Regions from separate parts of the Hordeum vulgare genome. Here region 2 is linked to region 1. The links are chromatin contacts, called in public Hi-C maps. All regions are on one chromosome and are shown on one strand. Each heading gives the region's core, a stretch centred on a gene start, on an enhancer-like site or on the middle of the called end of the contact. The rest is flanking DNA. Distances are from core to core; before and after follow the strand shown. Region 1 has its middle 200 kb from the start of LOC123409074. Region 2 has its middle 130 kb from the start of LOC123412348.

Region 1 (3,777 bases), core at 920-3,419:
TGGACCCAAGCTTCAGGGCAAAGTTAAGGTGTAGAGCACTAGTTTTGCATGCCAGTGGCATGGTCACCGCGCCACTGTGCGTCAAGGATCACCCTCTGGTCAAGCCATGCTGTCAAACATGCAAGGCATGCTCTCTGGAGACTGATGGCGGATATTGGTTGCATTTGGGGCAGGGTAGGTGTCGGGGATATACCCCGCAGTATAACCCGGCTTGGAGTATGACCCGCCAAGGACTTGGCGACTCACCGGCGACTTAGCAGTGACCTAGCGAGCGGGTCATACATGACCCGGCAGGCGACTCACACAAACGACAAAGGTCCAAGGCCCAGCGTGCACCCTGGCATAAGGCGACTCATAGAGAGGTCAGAAGGGCCGACTCACACAGAAGCCCCAAGAAGAGGAAAGATTCCCACAAGAAGGAAACAAGACCCAGATTAGGTTCAAGAGAGACTAGTCATATTCCTACTCCGAGTAGGACTCTACATGTAAATCTACCCCTTCCACATATATAAGGAGGGGTAAGGCGCCCCAAGAGGGAGGAGAGACACAACTTTGGTCTAGACAAGATAAATCATGAGATAGACAGATTAGACACCCACGAGATTAGAGGTGTCGAGTCTGCATCCTTGTAATCGAGATCATCATCTTCATCAATGAAACAGCAAGCAGGACGTAGGCTTTTACCTCCATCGGAGGGACCGAACCTGGGTAAACTCGCGTCTCTCGATTCCGACCAACCCTTCAAGCCGACAAATCTACGTCTACTTCAAGTTCATCACGAGACCGAGAAACTTGATGATATTCCAAGGGTGGTTGGAGCTGATCTGATCTGTTTGGCGGCGGCCACGCCTCTAAGCAAGAATTCAGCGGCTACTACCTCGTGTGACAACATGTTTCGTCTAAAGATCGGCTACAACACGAAGGCAATAAATATTAGGCTCGACGGTGACAACAACAAAGCACAGAGCAGCCGGTATACCGCTGTAGTCCATCACAAAATCAGGAAGGATGCAATACACGCATCGACTGGGAAAACGAAACCGATAAGAAAAAGGAGACATCCGCTCGGCGAGCCACATATTTTTTTTAAAGAAGGAAAGAAGGCAGACCAAGGAAGAGAAATCATCAAAACCGACTTGTTTAGAGATTCATGCCAGGCATCAAACTAAAAAGGCTGCCAGTACGTCTCCCAAGGTTGCAACTAACTTGATGGAAGCCACGTTCAGTGCCACCGATGGGACATCTCCAGCAGTCAGCATAAGTTACACACACGGACTCGCCAACGCACACATCGGAGTCGCCCCAAATCCGCCTCTGCCTCTGCAGCGCCTCGACACGCCGGCGCATGCCCGAGCCGTTCCGACCCCTCGCCGACCGGCCGGCTCGCTCCCGCACGCCCGCTGGTCTGGGCCGCTCCCTCGCCGCACTGGCCGAGTCACTCTCGCGCGCTCCCTTTGCCTGGCCGCTCCCTCGCCCCACTGCTCGCGTCGCCTCACTTCGCTCCATTATCGAGTGTCCGAGCCGCCCACGCCATGGCAGGGCCTCGCGTCAACTCCGGTCGAACCTCACGCGGCCACTTCGCCGGTGCGACCCGCCACCTCCACCGCTTGCTTCTCAGCCGTCGCGGCCTCATCTCGCCTTCCACGGCTCCCTTCTCCAACCCGCCTCGTCTCTCTGCCTCGCCTCATTGGCCACTAGGCGCTCATGAACGGCTGACACCTCGCACTCATCAAACAACATCAGTCTCATGCTCAATAGCGTCCTCACTGCATCGCGGAACGTCACACAAAGCAAATCAGCTTTCTTGGGAATACTTTGATGGCTATATGCACACAAGAAGGAATCATCAAGTTATTTCAGAGATCAAGGGAATCAAGAAAAATAACAAAGAAGTTCAGAAGGCCATGAGCCAGAAGATACGTACGAGATTGAACAAAGCCAGTCCCGTCCCGGAATCGGACGAGTGCACAAGGCTCATACTCTGCCAACTTTTTGCTCCGCGACCAGGACACGCAACAGAAGTAGTCGCCAGCGTTGGCCCGGCCGTCAGCGTCGCCAGACGCCCATCTGCTGGTTTTCTGCGACACCCTGCGTCAGCTCGGTCGTTCGCGTCGCGACCCGCCTCCGCCTGCACCACGCCATCTCGCCTCGCTCTAGCCATACGCCAGTGGTGCGGTCACCTCGCCTTGCTTCAGTCCGGTGCCACGCCTCACCTGTGCCCACGCGACCCGCCTCCACCTACTTCTACCGCCTCGCGTCCGCCTTCGAGTCGACTCGACTAACCTCACCTCAACTGTCCCCGTCGTAGCGGCCTCACCTCGCCAGTTCTGAAGAAAGAAATTCACAAAGAAATTGACCTGGGCATTCTTTCGACAGTAAAAGAGAGTGCTCATGTGGATGCGCAGGAGTATATGGTGCTCCTGTTTGTTTTTTTTCCTTTATACGAAGGTATTTGAACAGGCTGGTGCTGCCAGATTTTTATAGTCTCCCAAGGAATATCAACACTATTATTGGTGCTGCATATTTGATGATTTAATAAGTCTATAAAGCTAGTTGGACAGATGCCCGAAAATACCAGGTGATATCTTTCCCTTCTATTTATTTTTTACATGCATGTTAAAATCCTTTCAAGAACAATTACTCTGTCTTGTAAAATATTTTGCACGACTATTACAAAAATAGCATTATATCACGCGAACAAAACACGGCCAACTCTCAAGTCTGCAAAATCAAGGCAACTTACAATGACGCGGCCAATTCTCACGTCCGCGCGATCAAAGACGGATTATAATGACGCGGCCAGTCCTTACAAAGTCAAGACGGTTTACAAAGTCGCAACCGATTCTCGGGTCCATACAACTCTTGCATTCCATATCAACCCACTAGTGCAGTGTTTGCCTATACGAGCCGCCCAACAGAAGGACGCAAGACGCCGTCCTCACGGTCCGGATTATATCAACCTGCCGGTGCAGTTCTCGCTTATACGAGCCGCCAAACATAAGGATGCAAGACGCCGTCCTCACGTTCCGGATTATATCAACCCGCCGGTGCAGTGCTTGCTTATACAAGCCGCCCAACAGAAGGACGCAAGACGTTGTCCTCACGGTCCGGATTATGTCAACCAGCCGGTGCAGTGCCCGCTTATACGAGTCGCCCAACACATGCACGCGGGTAGCCGTCCCCATGGACCGTTCTCCATCAACACATCAGAAAATATGAAGATTCTCAAGCCGCCTCCTTAAGTTGACTTAAGACTTTGGGGTTACACAGACATGGCTTGCCAGATCCAACAGGCTGAATAAATTCAAGAACCCCGGGTCATTACAGGGAAATTAAGCTGGTCTCGGGGGCTGATGCCTCATTGACAAAATGATTTAAAGATCGCCTAAGAAGACAAGTCGCTATGATGCGACCGCCCAAACATGGGTGCCCGGCCTTATTGGCGGATGATTCATAAAGTCGTCCAAGCATGGACGCTATCAGTATCAAAGAGCATAAGTCACCATGCTGCACTTATTTCAAACTAGATACTGGTAAGCCAAAGAGGACCAAAGTTGCCACGTTGCACGGTTCAAACATGGGCGCCTTATATGATTCTGAGAATTAAGCCGGCTTACTTGGGGGCTACTAGCTCCCAAGTCGTTTTGCAGTAAGAGCGTATACGCTTCTGCAATCATATGTATGGTTTTTTCCCTAATCATAGGTCACTTGGGGGATTCCTCTCACTTATCAGTCTGAATACCCTCTTGGCTAGCGAAAATTAACGCATTACAAATG
Region 2 (3,777 bases), core at 386-2,885, 810 kb before region 1:
AATCCCACCACAAGTAAGATTTTCTTTTTTTTCACGCAAAAAGAATGTAATTTTATCATTTGGTCATAATAAATCTTAAGGAAATGATTCTATTACCCGGTCGATAACATGTGATGTGTTGTGGCGGCGCCACCTCTTCGCGACCCGGGGCACCGCTCGGGTTGTGCTCAGGAGTCACCACATAAATTACATCATGAAGGATAAAGTGATTAGCATTTTCTACGGGGAAATGGCCGCTAGTCGGGTGCCTTCGTGCTCATGTCCGGGCTTTGCGGGTGAGCTGGTGTGCCACTGGCTACGGGATCTGGATCTGGATCCTTTCGTGCTCTATCGAGCTCCCCATCAAGTTGATGCCTACATGCGCTACTCCGATCGTCGCCACCGCTGCTCACCGCTAGCAGCACGTGGACGAGGCCACTAACACCATGTGGATGAGCCCATCGATAAGCACACCGACAAGGTCACCTTTCCCCATCTCCATGTGTTCGCTCGTGACCAGTGGCCATGGACGCTCGAGCGCGCACGCCTGAGCTCTTCTTCGCCCGGCGTCGCCCCCGGCCTTATGCACCTACCTGTTCTCTCCTTCATCCAGATGAGGTGATGGAAGCCGAGCACCGCCGCCAAAGCCGACGAGCATGCGCTTCGCTTTCGTAGTCGTCGGCCGCCTCACCACCACCCATCCTCTCTCATCCCTCTTCTAGCTCGATGACGCGTGCTCATGCTGCTACCGGGTGATGTAGAAGACGACCTGTGCTGGACACCGACGACGGCAAGGCGTGTTTCCCTTCTGCAACATCAGTGCCTCTGCATAAAAAATGTGCAACAAGACATGTGCCGTAAAAAATCCACAACAACATCTATGTTGCGAAAATATATATTCTGCAACAAAACCACTACAAAACCTTTGTTGCAAAAATATATATTACCCAACATAACTTGTGTCGCAAAAAAATCTTCAACAGAACCTTCATTTCGCAAAAAGTCCATAACACATCCTCTGTTACAATTGTTTTTACAATAATATCTCTATTGCAAAGTAGAAAAAGTACGTTCTTGCATTAAATCCGTGTCAATCGGACGGCTCGCGTGGCGACGGATCTTTTCAAAAGATCCGCCGACCGACATGTGACAACCTCTTAAATTTTAAGGACCAAAACTTAACATTTATTCATTCGTCAATACGTATTCAACACAGATTTTATTTGAAACGCTCATCGCAAGAAACACAAATAGAAAAACATAACTCAATTTTGACTGTTTCTTCAAAAGATATAAAGGTTTGAAAATCAAAAGCTAAACTACAATCACGCTCGCGCGACTTGGTGCCCCCGCATTTGGGTGTCCAGATCCTCTCCATCGGGTTGATCATTTCCTATCTTTTCTTTCTTAATAGAGATGGAAATATCGACGAACAAAAATATCTGGCCGTCCCCGGCGATCGATCTCGACCGATGGTCTCTGATCAAACGACCTGCACGGATAGAGTCTACTTCCTCCACATGTATACATCTCACGACAGGATCAGCGTTACCGCGTGGCAAGAATGGCAAGGATGAGGAGTGGGATCTAGCGAACGGTCCCCTCTGGTTTTATCGGCACAGTCTTGGTCCTCCTCTCCCCATCTATGCACGCCAACAAAGTATCAGCATTACTCCCTGGGAGCAGATCTCGCATATGGGGCCAGCTAGGATACGGTCTGCTGCTAATATATCTTCTCTCGATTTGGCCCGTTGTATCCTTTTCAGTTTGCAACTTATTCCTTGGTTGATATTTGTTCTGCCTTCGATTTCTTACAATCATTACTCGTTACTCGTCAGCTTCAAGTTTCCCTTTTCCGCCCCCAGCTGAGATTCTGCGCCTCTCCTCCATTGGCTCCTTAACAACTTAACTGGGTTAATTTATGGGCATGGTGATCGGGGTGATTGTATCTTTGCGTGTGATTCAGGAGAACATTGGTTAAATCTAGGCTATTATGTCATCTATTTGTAGAACGAATTGCGTACGCTTGTTCAGGCCGTGAGCCCGTGACGGTGTGGCTGAGGTCTTCTTTGCGGTGGTTTGGTATCGCACATAATATTTAGAAAAGAAATGTGCTATGTACGACGCATAGTGCACCACTGCCAAGCGCCCGGTTATATTTTGAGCTCTTTTACAGTACGCTCTGATCTTTTACAGTACGCTGCTATATTATGTGAGCAGTATATGTAGCCGAACGGCAGCAGTTTTTGTGTTCTAATCCTGTGGGTCCTAACATGACCACTTCATAATTTTATACTACAAAAATTTAGGTCCGTCTTTGACGAGGGAGTAGTGATGGCGATGACACACGCCTTCAACTCATTTTAGTGTTTTTAATAGTCGCTAGATGACCCACAGACATAGATGTAATTTTTATTATTTTGTATTCATTACACTACCATTTATCGATGCACTAGTAATGGGGTACCTAGTGCCCATGACTTTTGCACAAGCATTGAGAACATAACCTCTCAAGAGCAACCACCAATCTAAGCGAAGAGCCGGAACCGGATGCCGGCAAGGCCTACACGAGCAGCCCAGAGTGGGCTAGAGACGTGCCAAGAACAGCCTGCCGGGGGCGAAGGCACAAGCGCCCTCACCAAGACCCAGCAAGACGCCTCCCCGACAAGTGCGGGCCAACCTGCAACCACTCCACCTCATCGCTACACGAGTCACTTATCGATGAGGTGTTGAGCTCCCAGATGGCTAGATGGCTCTCGCTGCATACGTGGCGGCGCCGAAAGACAAGTTACAACCCGTTGACACCCTTTCAGAAGCGTGTCAAGACCCCAAGCCACGGCCAGCTCATAGGCGGCACAACCATGCCATGAACGCACCCCTGCTCGCCACCTAATGCCGCATTTATGGCGCTTTGTATTAAGTGTCAGAGTTAGGTATGATAGCACTGTTAGCTATCTGATCATGACTGTTTGTCACTCTGGACTCCCCTTGAGCTATAAAAGGAGGCCCGGGGAAACCTAGCAAAGGATTCACACACTTGGAGATTCGACACTTGGTAGATTAGGTCCTCAAGGGATTAGAACCATGTGTACGTGGAGGTACGTGATAGCTCTCCCCAGCAACCCTTGCCGTGGCAGAGCTCCATGCAAACCCTAGGGGGGGGGCTTCGTTCGTGCAAACCCGAGGATATGATCAGCGTGTTGACCTTCATCATTGTTTTCCTTTTCATCATTGCTCCCAAGAAGAAGACCGGCGTAGACGCTCATCCTTCTACTTCAAAGGCGACGACGCTTGCAGCTGCGGACGCTGTTGGCGCCGCAGTGGCATCAGGCGACGCGGTCGCTGCAGGAGGTGCCACGTTTTGTCCCCGTGGTCGAAGCCAGAACGAGGGGCGCCGGAGGCGAGCAACAGCGACGTCCTAGCGAGTTTGGCCCTGGTGCCGCGAGCGAAAGAGACACCCAGGCCCCACGCAACCGCCGCATCAGTGACCGCGCTCGCAACAGCGGCGCCCAATCCAAGGCAAACCGCGATCTACCAGCTGCGCTTGTCATAGGCACGGCTGCTTGGCACGTGCCTCGTCCACAACAAGACGGAGTGCTGAGCGGAGCCACGGATCCGCGGGCCCGGCGTCCCCCACGTCAAGCCACCACGAGGACCAGCGCATGAAGACAAGGGTGCGACGAGGCACCTCCTAGTTCCGAGAAGTCGAGCAACGTCACGGTCCGCCTCTCTGCCCATGCCGGACACGTCCGTGGAGGCAATGGCGCGGGCTCAGCTGCTGTTGAACTTTCCACCGGC

The links. Hi-C and Micro-C count contacts between places; a contact is called where the count stands out from the background.
Region 2: a contact with region 1 is called in a Hi-C map of seedling, with 2.7 times the contacts expected there. The contact joins two enhancer-like sites. A contact is called at or near these places in 2 of 6 Hi-C or Micro-C datasets (leaf and seedling).

Annotation. Positions count from the first base shown.
Region 1 is chr7H:207,913,338-207,917,114 of MorexV3_pseudomolecules_assembly, reverse strand. No RefSeq gene overlaps it. Among protein-coding and RNA genes, the nearest start is that of LOC123409074, 200 kb to the right of the region's middle. Within about 2 kb of position 2,169, at least 2 of the 3 cell types and tissues checked have open chromatin away from gene starts, as enhancers often do. A contact at or near this core is called in leaf and seedling, where this site is marked.
Region 2 is chr7H:208,721,834-208,725,610 of MorexV3_pseudomolecules_assembly, reverse strand. No RefSeq gene overlaps it. Among protein-coding and RNA genes, the nearest start is that of LOC123412348, 130 kb to the right of the region's middle. Within about 2 kb of position 1,635, at least 3 of the 3 cell types and tissues checked have open chromatin away from gene starts, as enhancers often do. A contact at or near this core is called in leaf and seedling, where this site is marked.